Regions from separate parts of the Danio rerio genome. Here region 1 is linked to region 2. Evidence: chromatin contacts called from public HiChIP or PLAC-seq data. All regions are on one chromosome and are shown on one strand. The core of a region is the stretch at or near the end of the contact, and the rest is flanking DNA. Distances in the headings are between cores, read along the strand shown. Region 1 holds the start of agap3 (ArfGAP with GTPase domain, ankyrin repeat and PH domain 3). Region 2 overlaps agap3 (ArfGAP with GTPase domain, ankyrin repeat and PH domain 3).

Region 1 (5,285 bases), core at 1,937-4,436, 140 kb before region 2:
CCACATCAAAGTTCCTGAAAGCAAAGAAGGTGAAGGTGCTCCAGGATTGGCCAGCCCAGTCAGCAGACATGAACATTATTAAGCATGATGAAGGAGGAGGCATTGAAGATGAATTCAAAGAATCTTGATGAACTCTGGGAGTCCTGCAAGAACGCTTGCTTTGCAATTCCAGATGACTTTATTAATTTAAAGTTACTTGAGTCATTGCAGAGATGTATGGATGCAGTCCTTCAAGCTCATGGGAGTCACACACAATATTCATTCTTGTTCCACTGCACCAAGACTTTATATTCTATACTGGACATTATTTCTGTTTAAGTGATGACTTTTGTCTAAGCAAAGTCAGACCTTACTGTCCTAATTAAATCATTAAAAATCAAGGCATGATCATATTTTATTTTGGTAAAATAAGCATAATCTAGAGGCATTTGCCTTTCATATAAACCACTTCTGATGCCATATGATTAACTAAAAGTCAAGTTATTATTTGTTGTAATTAAAACTTGGATAGGCAACAAGACTTTTGTGATCAACTACAAGTCAGGGTGTTATTTTATTAAGGTCTCATAACATTTCTAGCTAATTTCAATTAACTAAATATTTAAATACTATGATCTTGAGAGAAAGCCATTTGATAATTTGTAATTAAATAAACAAAGAACTACTACTCTGACTAAATAATGAAATTATTTACAGTTTTATTTACCATCCTATAAATCAGAGATGCCTAAAGTTGGCCATTTGTCACCTTTGATTTAGCCCAACAACCCGTCTGAGATAGAGAGGGTTGGGGCAATGCTTTCAACAGAGATCATCGTCTCAAATTTGACATAATGTTTTTGTTTGTTTGTTTTATTGCTGAGCTACAAAAAAATAAAAAGCAAATTGAAATGAAATGCTTCATAAATGTTTTGAATTTTAAAAACATAAATACTGTCACTCGACAAATAGAGGACTATGCAGAAGACATCGGCAAGCAAATTAAGACAAAACTAATGTAATTCCATTCTGTTATAAATGAGATTTTTTTTGTACTTACTGTAATAGGTTCATTATAACATGTAAAAAGAAAATCCTGTATTAGTTAATAAAAAGTCATGCTTTTTAGTTACTTTTAAATATTATTAAATAAATTAGGAAATTACCCATGGCAATTATATTTACCTTCAGCCCACTAGCCTTAATAAAGTTTGTTTTTTGGCCCTTCAAAGGTTGTGAAACCCTTCTATAAATAATGATCTATTAACTACTATGATGAGTTAGAAAATACTAGTTTCTTTTTTAATTAAGTATTAGCTTTGAGGGAATTATTTATTGTCATCAGTTTACAAAGATATCATATTTTTATAAGCAGAGAAATGTCAAAGAAAAAGACTTTGGTGTCAGAGGAAAAAACTGTCACCATGTCCAGATTTACGCACAAACCCTGCATGTGGAACTGGGATGCAGAGATTGTGTCGATTCTAATCGCATCACAAAATGACTCTAACAAGTGACTCAATAGGACCATTCAACAAAACAGTTTGAGAGTAGATCTCCTAAAAAGTCGGGATGAAATAATCAATACTGACAGTATTAGGAGGTTAAACTGCAACATCTCAGTTATTTAACCATCCAATAGCTATTTAATGCTATGAAATTCAATTTAAATATGAAATTAATTTTTAAAAACGTTCAAAATAAATATATGAATATAAACCATGTGTTTGGGGGCTTATAGCTACCATGCTGCTTTAACTAAGTTAAATAAACATGATAACTCAATTTTACCACCAGTAGCCTGTAAGAGTGCATCTTGTTAGTATATATGCAAGAAGATGCCCTGATGTTGCATTCAAAGTGAACAGGGCATCATTTCTTTTTGCGGCAAACCCAACAATAGATCTGTCCAGCCTGACGTGTCTAATGTGTACTTTAGTAACTGTAAATTATGGTCTTTTGATATTGCTAAAGCTGTAACCTGTAAACAAAAACGGTAGATCTCTTTGTTGAGTGTGCCCTGTGCCGGTGAAGGACTGAGCAATTATAAGTATTAAACCGTCAAGCAAAATATCTGGTTACATAATACCGAAGCATCAATCGCTTTATTATACCAACACCACCCAAACATCCAATCGAATCTCACTCCCCCATTTCTAGCACCGTTACGTGACGTGTGACGTCGCAGTGCATGGTAGTGGTCGAATCGTTCTATCGAACCGAATCTTTTGAATGATTCTCTACTGCGAGTCGTGTTTGGAAATCACAGGGCTGATTGTTTCAATAATATCCAGCTGCAGGCCCGCAGAACCACACACGTTTTAGGCACACACAATCTAGGACACACAATCTAGGCAAACCATATGGTTACGACGGATGTTGTGTTATTAACGTCTTTTTGAACATCGTCATCGATATATTTTGATATATGTGGTTAATAAATATTGTACACAATAAACAATAGTGTTTACTTTACTATATTTCACAAATATTGCAATCGAGACGGCCGAATGGGGAGCATTGTTTCCACCATTCAATATAATAGACTGAACAGTTTTTAATGAGTCATTATAGCTGATCAGTCATTATTATCTGATAAGATAATAATAAGATAATATTATTATTATTGTGATTGTGATTGTATTATTATTGTGATTATGATTGTTTAGGTGAGATAGGATCAGAAATGTGTCTTGTGTCTTACATGATACATTTAATAAGCAAACCTAATGATAACTTATGTATTGCAAGGAATTAATCAAAACAACGTTGTAATTGACAAGGATATAGCCTATCTGAGGTAACGTCAGGATTTTATTCCTTCGCTTGTTTTCATATTTGAAGAAAATTATGACGTCTGTGCTAATTTTAATAAACTGCAACGTCAATTAGAGATTCGTTATTTTCCTGTCAGATTCTTTTTTTACATTGTAAATGTGCAGTTACGTATGAGTGAGCACTTTACATCAGTTCTGAGCTCGAAATTTCACAGAATTATCGCTGATATCAACGTAAATTTATGTATAAAAACATAAGCACCCTTTTGAGAAAAAACTCAAACAAAACGGCTATTCGACTCTTTGAACAGGTTCAATAAGTGAACCGATTCGCTAAATGAATCAAACTTTCCACATCGTTTGGATGGAGGTGGGGGCCGGGGAGGGACTTCTTGGACCAAAAGAGGATTCAAACGTGTTTATGACTTCAGAGTAGAACCGTCGCATTCAGTCAGTCAATGGACTCGGGCGCATTGCGATAACCGGCCTCATTGTGTTCGCTTCAGGCTGGGAAGCAAAACAGAGAGAGATTCGGTCCAGAAGATCGCCCAAAAAACAAAGGTGTGTCCATCTGAAAGACATTCATTGTGTGCAAAAAAAGGACAGGACACGCGCAAAAGAGCGAGATCGTCGCTGGGAACAATGATGCTGACTGAAGTTTTGCTATTATGAGCAAGGCGCACGGATTGTTGGAAACCCATTGATGCGTCACATATAGTAGTTATCATTCCTCATCAAACTACAGTGTGTGCTGTGCGGATTCGTCGCGCGCTCTCCAAAACCACTCCAAACGCGGCAGTTCTATTATTCCCGTGAGCGGTTCCTCAATCCACAACGATGAATTACCAGTCGAGCGTCCCGGTTTCGGTGTCAGTGTCCGGGATCTCTCAGCAGTCCCAGCCCGCCATGCCCACCCCGGGCACGGTACCCGCACCGGTGCCCGTTCCTCAGCAAATCCCGCCTCAGTTCGGATCCGGATCGTCCGGGAGCTCCGGGGCGGGTCAGTTTGGCTCGGGAACCGTATCGGGCCCTGCAGCGCAGTCCGGCCCGCCGGGCTCTCAGTTCGTTTTGTCCAACTCAGCAGCCATCAGAGCCGAGATCCATCGGTTCGAGTCCGTCCACCCGAACATTTATGCAATATACGACCTGATCGAGCGCATCGATGACCTGGCCCTCCAGAACCAGATTCGCGAGCATGTGATCTCTATTGAAGGTAAGCGCAAGGCCAGATTAATTGATGCCACAATGAAACATTGTATTGTCTGTCAGTGTAAAGCAGATGGTGCATGAACACAAGGCGACGTAAATGAGTGTACAGCCCGCGTGTTGTCATAATCATACCAATTAGGGGCTACTGATAGCCTTGTTAATAATAACTTCTCCAAAAAAAAAAATCATAATAAATTAATATGTATTGCATGACATCAATTAAACAATAATAAACCAAATATTTGTTTTCGATGATGATGCACACAAAAAGTACAGCTGATGATTACACTTTCCTCTGCATGGATTGTTTGGCATGCTTATATAAGCTCACGCTTGCAAAATGCATCAGTGTGTTGTGGATGCAAATCAAATTGTGTATCAGAGATCTGTAGCTCTTTGCATTAATATCGACATGCCAGTCAGATGGGATTTTCACAGCAGATCTTAATGCAGGTTTGATTGTTTCATTATCATAAGCCCTTCTGGAAAATGCTTTCCAAGCTTCCTCCCATCCACTGTTTGTTCATCAGCCGTTGGGTTAAATGAGTTTTTCCCATTGATTTTGTCAAAGACATTGACTCTGGATCTAGAGACAAACTGTTTTACAGTGCATCACAAAAGCTGATGGCGTATGCAACACATCTATGAATAGAAATCAATGTTATGGATGAACAATGAACAACCACTTGATAGCCAACAAGCAATAAATGCAATGCATTTTAATAGTTTAATGACGAATTAGCAGATAAGACACTATAGTATTTGGAATAATGATCTTTTAAACATTTGATTTGCTGTTAAATAGTTTAATTACATTATTTGCAGTAGTTTGAAATCTTACATAACCCCAAGCTTCCAGAACAACTCCAGTTTGAGCATATGAATGCGCAGCAAGGAATTGTAGTAGTTTGTATTAACATCGACACGTCAGTCAGATGCGATACTTGCGCAGCAGATGTGATGGTTTCATAATGAGAGGTATTCATCAAATCAGTTGCTCCTCTCCGATAAAGCGGGCTTTTAGGTTTATAAACCTCATCATGTCAGATACATTGACTCTGACTTTGGACTACAGACCCGACCTCTTGACTCTCGTTTTATCGGTCAGGGCGAGAGTTCAGATTGGATGAGCTTTAGTCACAGGTTATTTAAATGCAAATCGGGCTCCTCGCTGCTGTACGCACTTCAAGATGTTACAAAACCCTCTCTCTCTCTGACTGACTTCTGTTATCATGGTGTTTCTGTAGGTATCTTCATGCTAAAGATCTGTTTCTGAAGCAGCTGTAAAGCAGTGTTTCTCAGTTAAACGCAGCATGATTT
Region 2 (4,897 bases), core at 2,371-4,870:
TTTACACACTCACCGGACACTTTATTAGGTACACCTGTCCAACTGCTTGTCCACTTAACGCTGGACAATAAAAGGTTGGAAAAACGTTGCCTGGTCTGATGGTTCTCGATTTCTGCTGCCATATTAGGATGGTAGAGTCAGAATTGGCATCAACAACAAAAGCATGGATCTATCTTGTCTTGTATCAACAGTTCAGGCTGGTGCTGGTGGTGGGGGATATTTCCTTGGTACACGTTGGACCCATTATTACCAATTGAGCATCATGTCAGAGCCACAGCCTACATGAATATTATTGTCCATCCATTTATGACCACAGTGTACTCATCTTCTGATGGCTACTTCTAGCTGGATGCCACGTCATGTCTTAATGTAAGAATTATCTCAGACTGGTTTACATGACAATGAGTTCTCTATACTCAAATGGCCTCCACAGTCACCAAATTTCAATCCAATAGAGCACCTTTGAGATATGATGAAATTTGAGATTAGCATAATGAATGTCAGATCTGCAGCAACTGCGGGATGCTATCATGTCAATATGGAGCAACATCTCTGAGGAATATTTCCAGTACCTTGTTGAAACTATGCCAAGAAGAATTAAGGCAGTTCTGAAGGCAAAAGGGAGTCCAACCCGGTACTAGTGTACCTAATAAAGTGGCCGATAAGTGTATATGTGTATGTAAATGAGTTTGTATTTGCACCCACTCAGCATTATAGTGCAATAAGATATAAAAATGATTTGTTCATTATAGTTATTTATAAATGAAATGGTATTTATTTCTCAGTATTTTGTCAAACTGAAACAGAACTATAAATAGTCGCTGTAATATATAACGATAGAGCTGTGAACTGATGAGAGCTTCAGTGAACAGAGCTGTGTTTTGTCTGTTGGAGAAGCGGCTTTGACCCTGTTTTGGGCTGGGGTTGTTTCTGCGTGTCCTGCTCTGATTGTTCTGCTTCGGCGTGACAGTGTTATTGTTGCTGAAAAATTGCCATTCACTGATGTGCGTCTGTTGAGTGTGTGTTGTACGCGAGCGTGAGGGGAATGCGCGAGTGTGTTTTTGGAGGGTAAATGAGTCTCTCTGTCCCTCCGCCTCCAGCAGATCTGCTCAAACCTGTGATTTTCTCTGCAGTGGAGGAATTGTGACGTCTGCAAGTTGGTAGAGCAGCTGCATTTTAAAAAGCCTGACACCCACGCCTACTCCAGACCACTACTACACACACACACGCACAGACACCTTAATACCACTACTGCAAACACACATTTTTCATTTTCACTTTTTAGTGAAATATATGTGTCCTAATTGTGTTTTTAGCAGCGTGGGACACATACAGTTGAAAGCAGAAGTTTACATACACTGTATAAAAAGGCAAAGCCAGAATCTACAAAAAATTTGCCAGATTACAAATTGCTAAATTACACTGGAAAAAAGACTAATTATTGTAGTCATGTCCTGTGGTCTGATGGAACTAAGATTGAACTGTTTGGCCATAATGACCAGTTTTACATTTGTAGGACAAAGGGGAAAGCTTACAAGCCTAGGAGCACCATCGCAATTGTGAAGTATGGGGGCGGCAGCATCATGTTGTGGGGCTGTTTTGCTGCAGGAGGCTCTGGTCCCCTTCACAGCATAGATGGCATCATGAAGAAAGAACATTATGTAGAAATACTGAAGCAACATCTCAAGACATCAGCCAGGAAGTTGAAACTTGGCCACAAATGGGTCTTCCAAACAGGCCATGACCCTAAGCATACTGCCAAATTAGTTGAAATGTGCTTTAAGGATAACAGTGAATGTTTTGGAGTGGCCATGACAAAGCCCTGATGTCAATCCTATTGAAAATTTGTGGGCAGAGTTGAAAAAGTTTGCGCGAGCAGGACAGCCAACAAATCTGACTCGGTTACATCAATTCTTACTGGAGGAATGGACCAAAATTAAACGTAATTTTATTATATATACATACAAAGCTGAAGTCAGAATTATTAGCCCCTCTTTGAATTTTGTTTCTTTATTAAATATTTCCCAAATGATGTTTAACAGAGCAAGGGAATTTTCACAGTATGTCTGATAATATTTTTTCTTTCTGGAGAAAGTCTCATTTGTTTAATTTCAGCCAGAATAAAAGCAGTTATTAATTAAAAAAAAAACATTTTAAGGTCAAAACTATTAGCCCCATTGTTATTTTTTTTATGACCATGGTTATACAATAGCTTGCCTAATTACTCTAACCTGCCTAGTTAAACTAATTAACCTAGTTAGGCCTTTAAATGTCACTTTAAGCTGTATAGAAGTGTCCTGAATAATATCCAGCAAACTATTTGCTACTGTTTTCGTAGTAAAGATAAAATAAATCAGTTATTAGAGCCGAGTTATTAAAACTCTTGTCTTTGGAAATGTGTTGGAAAAAAAAATCTCTTCGTTAAACAGAAATTGGGGAAAAAATAAATAAAAAATAGTTCAGGCGGTTTAATAATTCTGACTTCAACTGTGTGTGTATACAGACACACGCAGACACACACAAACACACATAAACATATATACAGTTGAAGTAAGAACTATTAGCCCCCTTTTGATTTTTATTTTTTTTTTTAAATATTTCCCAAATGATGTTTGACAGAGCAAGGACATTTTCACAGTATGTCTGATAATATTTTTTCTTCTGGAGAAAGTCTCATTTGTTTTATTTTGGCTAGAATAAAAGCAGTTATTAATTTTTTAAAAACTATTTTTGGGACAAAATTATTAGCCCCTTTAAGCTATTTTTTTTCCCGATAGTCTACAAAACAAACCACCGTAATACAATAACTTGACTAATTACCCTAACCTGCCTAGTTCACCTTATTAACCTAGTTAAGCCTTTAAATGTCACTTTAAGCTGTATAGAAGTGTCTTCAAAAATATCAAGTAAAATATTATTTACTGTCATCATGGCAAAGATAAAATAAATCAGTTATTAGAAATAAGTTTTTAAAACTACTATGCTTAGAAATGTGCTTAAACAATTCCCTCCATTAAACAGAAATTGGGGGAAAAATAAACAGGGGCGCTAATAATTCAGGGGGGCTAATCATTCTCACTTCAACTGTATATGCTTGTTTATTGTTATAATTATTTACTGAATCTATTTTTTAACTGTTCGACTACACTATATTGTTACACTTTATTAATAATATAACGATTTTATTGACCAATTAATCACATTTTGGAGCCCTATGATTTTCAATGTGAAATTGATTTTTTTCTGTTTTTGTGCATTTTATTTGACAAAACGATAACGCTGATCTTTACTTAATGCAAAGCCTGTCTCTGCATGGCAGTAGTGTCACCATATTACTAATGTAATAACCGTTTTCCTGAAGCAGTTTTCCTGAAGTCTGCGGTTTAGTTGGACAAACTTCCCACGACTTGTTTTAATACACTTCTAAAGTATTTTAACACGACAGAAAAATGACACACTCCAGCTTTACCACAATACCGAGATCATAGTGCAACAGGGCTTAATGTGGCCTCTCAATATCGACAAGAGGAAGGTTATCGCAGCATGACGTTGTTCATGTGTGTGTGTGTGTGTGATCGCTCCTCTGCTGAGTCATTCCATTCCATTAACATCGTTTCCAGTACTTTAGTCATCCGTTCAACACCTAGTCATCAGCGTGGCCCAAATAGCAGGCTGACAGTAGTGGGGCTAAATCTGGTGTCTGAACCCGGGATGCCTCTTTCAATGATGATGATGCGTCTGCTGCTCCACGCAATTCAGACCAGGAAGTGACCGGAAAAGCAGATTTGCCCGCTTGCTCAGGAAGCTGCTGTCAGATGGCGTCATTTTGTTTAGTGTCTGTAATCTGTAAGTGGATTTCTTAAAAGCTTTTTGTGGTCTTTGTTTGAAACAGCTGACATGTTGCTGGATTCTGGCTTAACCAATGAAGAGAGTTTATGGGTTGGGCTTTTAGTTAAGCTGACCAATAGAAGATGTGGAATTTAAATGAATACTAATCTAATACAGCATACAATGTTGATGTTTTTAAATTCAAAAACAAACAAGACCATGGCTGTGTCCGAAATTACATACTTCCATACTATATAGTACGCTAAAACAAAATGCGAGCGGAGTAGTATGTCCAAACTCATAGGCAGCGTCAGAAATCGCATACTTCCTTACTCAATAGTATTCTAAAAACAGTATATGAACCGAGTAGAATGTCTGAGTTCAAAGGCTGCATCTGAAATTGCATACTTCCATACTATATAGTACGCTAAAAGCAATATGTGAGCCTAATAGTATGTACAAATTCATAGGCTGCGTCCGAAATCACATACTTCCATTCTAAATAGTATGCTAAAAACACTGTGCGAGCCGAGTAGTATGTCTGAATTCACAGGCTGCATCTAAAATTGCATACTTCATATTATATATAACAGTATGCTAGGCGAGTAGTATGTCCGAATTCATAGGCTGTCCAAAAATGCGTACTTCCATACTATATAGTCCGCTAAAAACAATATGCTAGGCGAGAAGTGTCCAAATTCAGAGGTGGTGTCCAAAAACGCATACTTTCAAATTATATAGTACGCTAAAAACTATGCCAGCGGAGTAGTTTGTTTGAATTCATATGCTACATCCAAAATTGTATACTTTATACTATATAATATGCTAAAAACAGTATGCTTGGTGAGTAGTATGTACAAATTCATAGGTTGCGTCTGAAATGGCATACTTCCATACTAAATAGTATGCTAAAAACACTACACGAGCCGAGTAGTATGTCCGAATTCATAGGCTGCATTCCAAATCGATACCTCAAACTATATAGTATGCTAAAAACACTATGCGAGCCAAGTAGAATGCCCCAATTCATAGCCTGTGTCCAAAATTCCATACTTCCATACTATATAGT

Evidence for each region. HiChIP or PLAC-seq counts read pairs in DNA pulled down with a chosen protein or histone mark.
Region 1: an H3K4me3 HiChIP or PLAC-seq map of embryo shows a contact between it and region 2, with 3 times the contacts expected there. The contact joins the promoter of agap3 here to the enhancer-like site in region 2. A contact is called at or near these places in 7 of 18 Hi-C or Micro-C datasets (caudal fin, embryo, skeletal muscle and 1 more) and 3 of 4 datasets of contacts at active chromatin or transcription factors (caudal fin, embryo and gastrula embryo).

Annotation. Positions count from the first base shown.
Region 1 is chr24:38,661,271-38,666,555 of GRCz12tu, reverse strand. agap3 (ArfGAP with GTPase domain, ankyrin repeat and PH domain 3) reads left to right here and starts at 3,186. Exons shown (of 14, transcript XR_012399506.1): 1 at 3,186-3,969.
Region 2 is chr24:38,525,599-38,530,495 of GRCz12tu, reverse strand. The region is part of intron 1 of agap3 (ArfGAP with GTPase domain, ankyrin repeat and PH domain 3); the gene reads left to right. Among named protein-coding and RNA genes, the nearest start is that of agap3, 140 kb to the left of the region's middle. Within about 2 kb of position 3,620, at least 4 of the 62 cell types and tissues checked have an H3K27ac peak or open chromatin away from gene starts, as enhancers often do.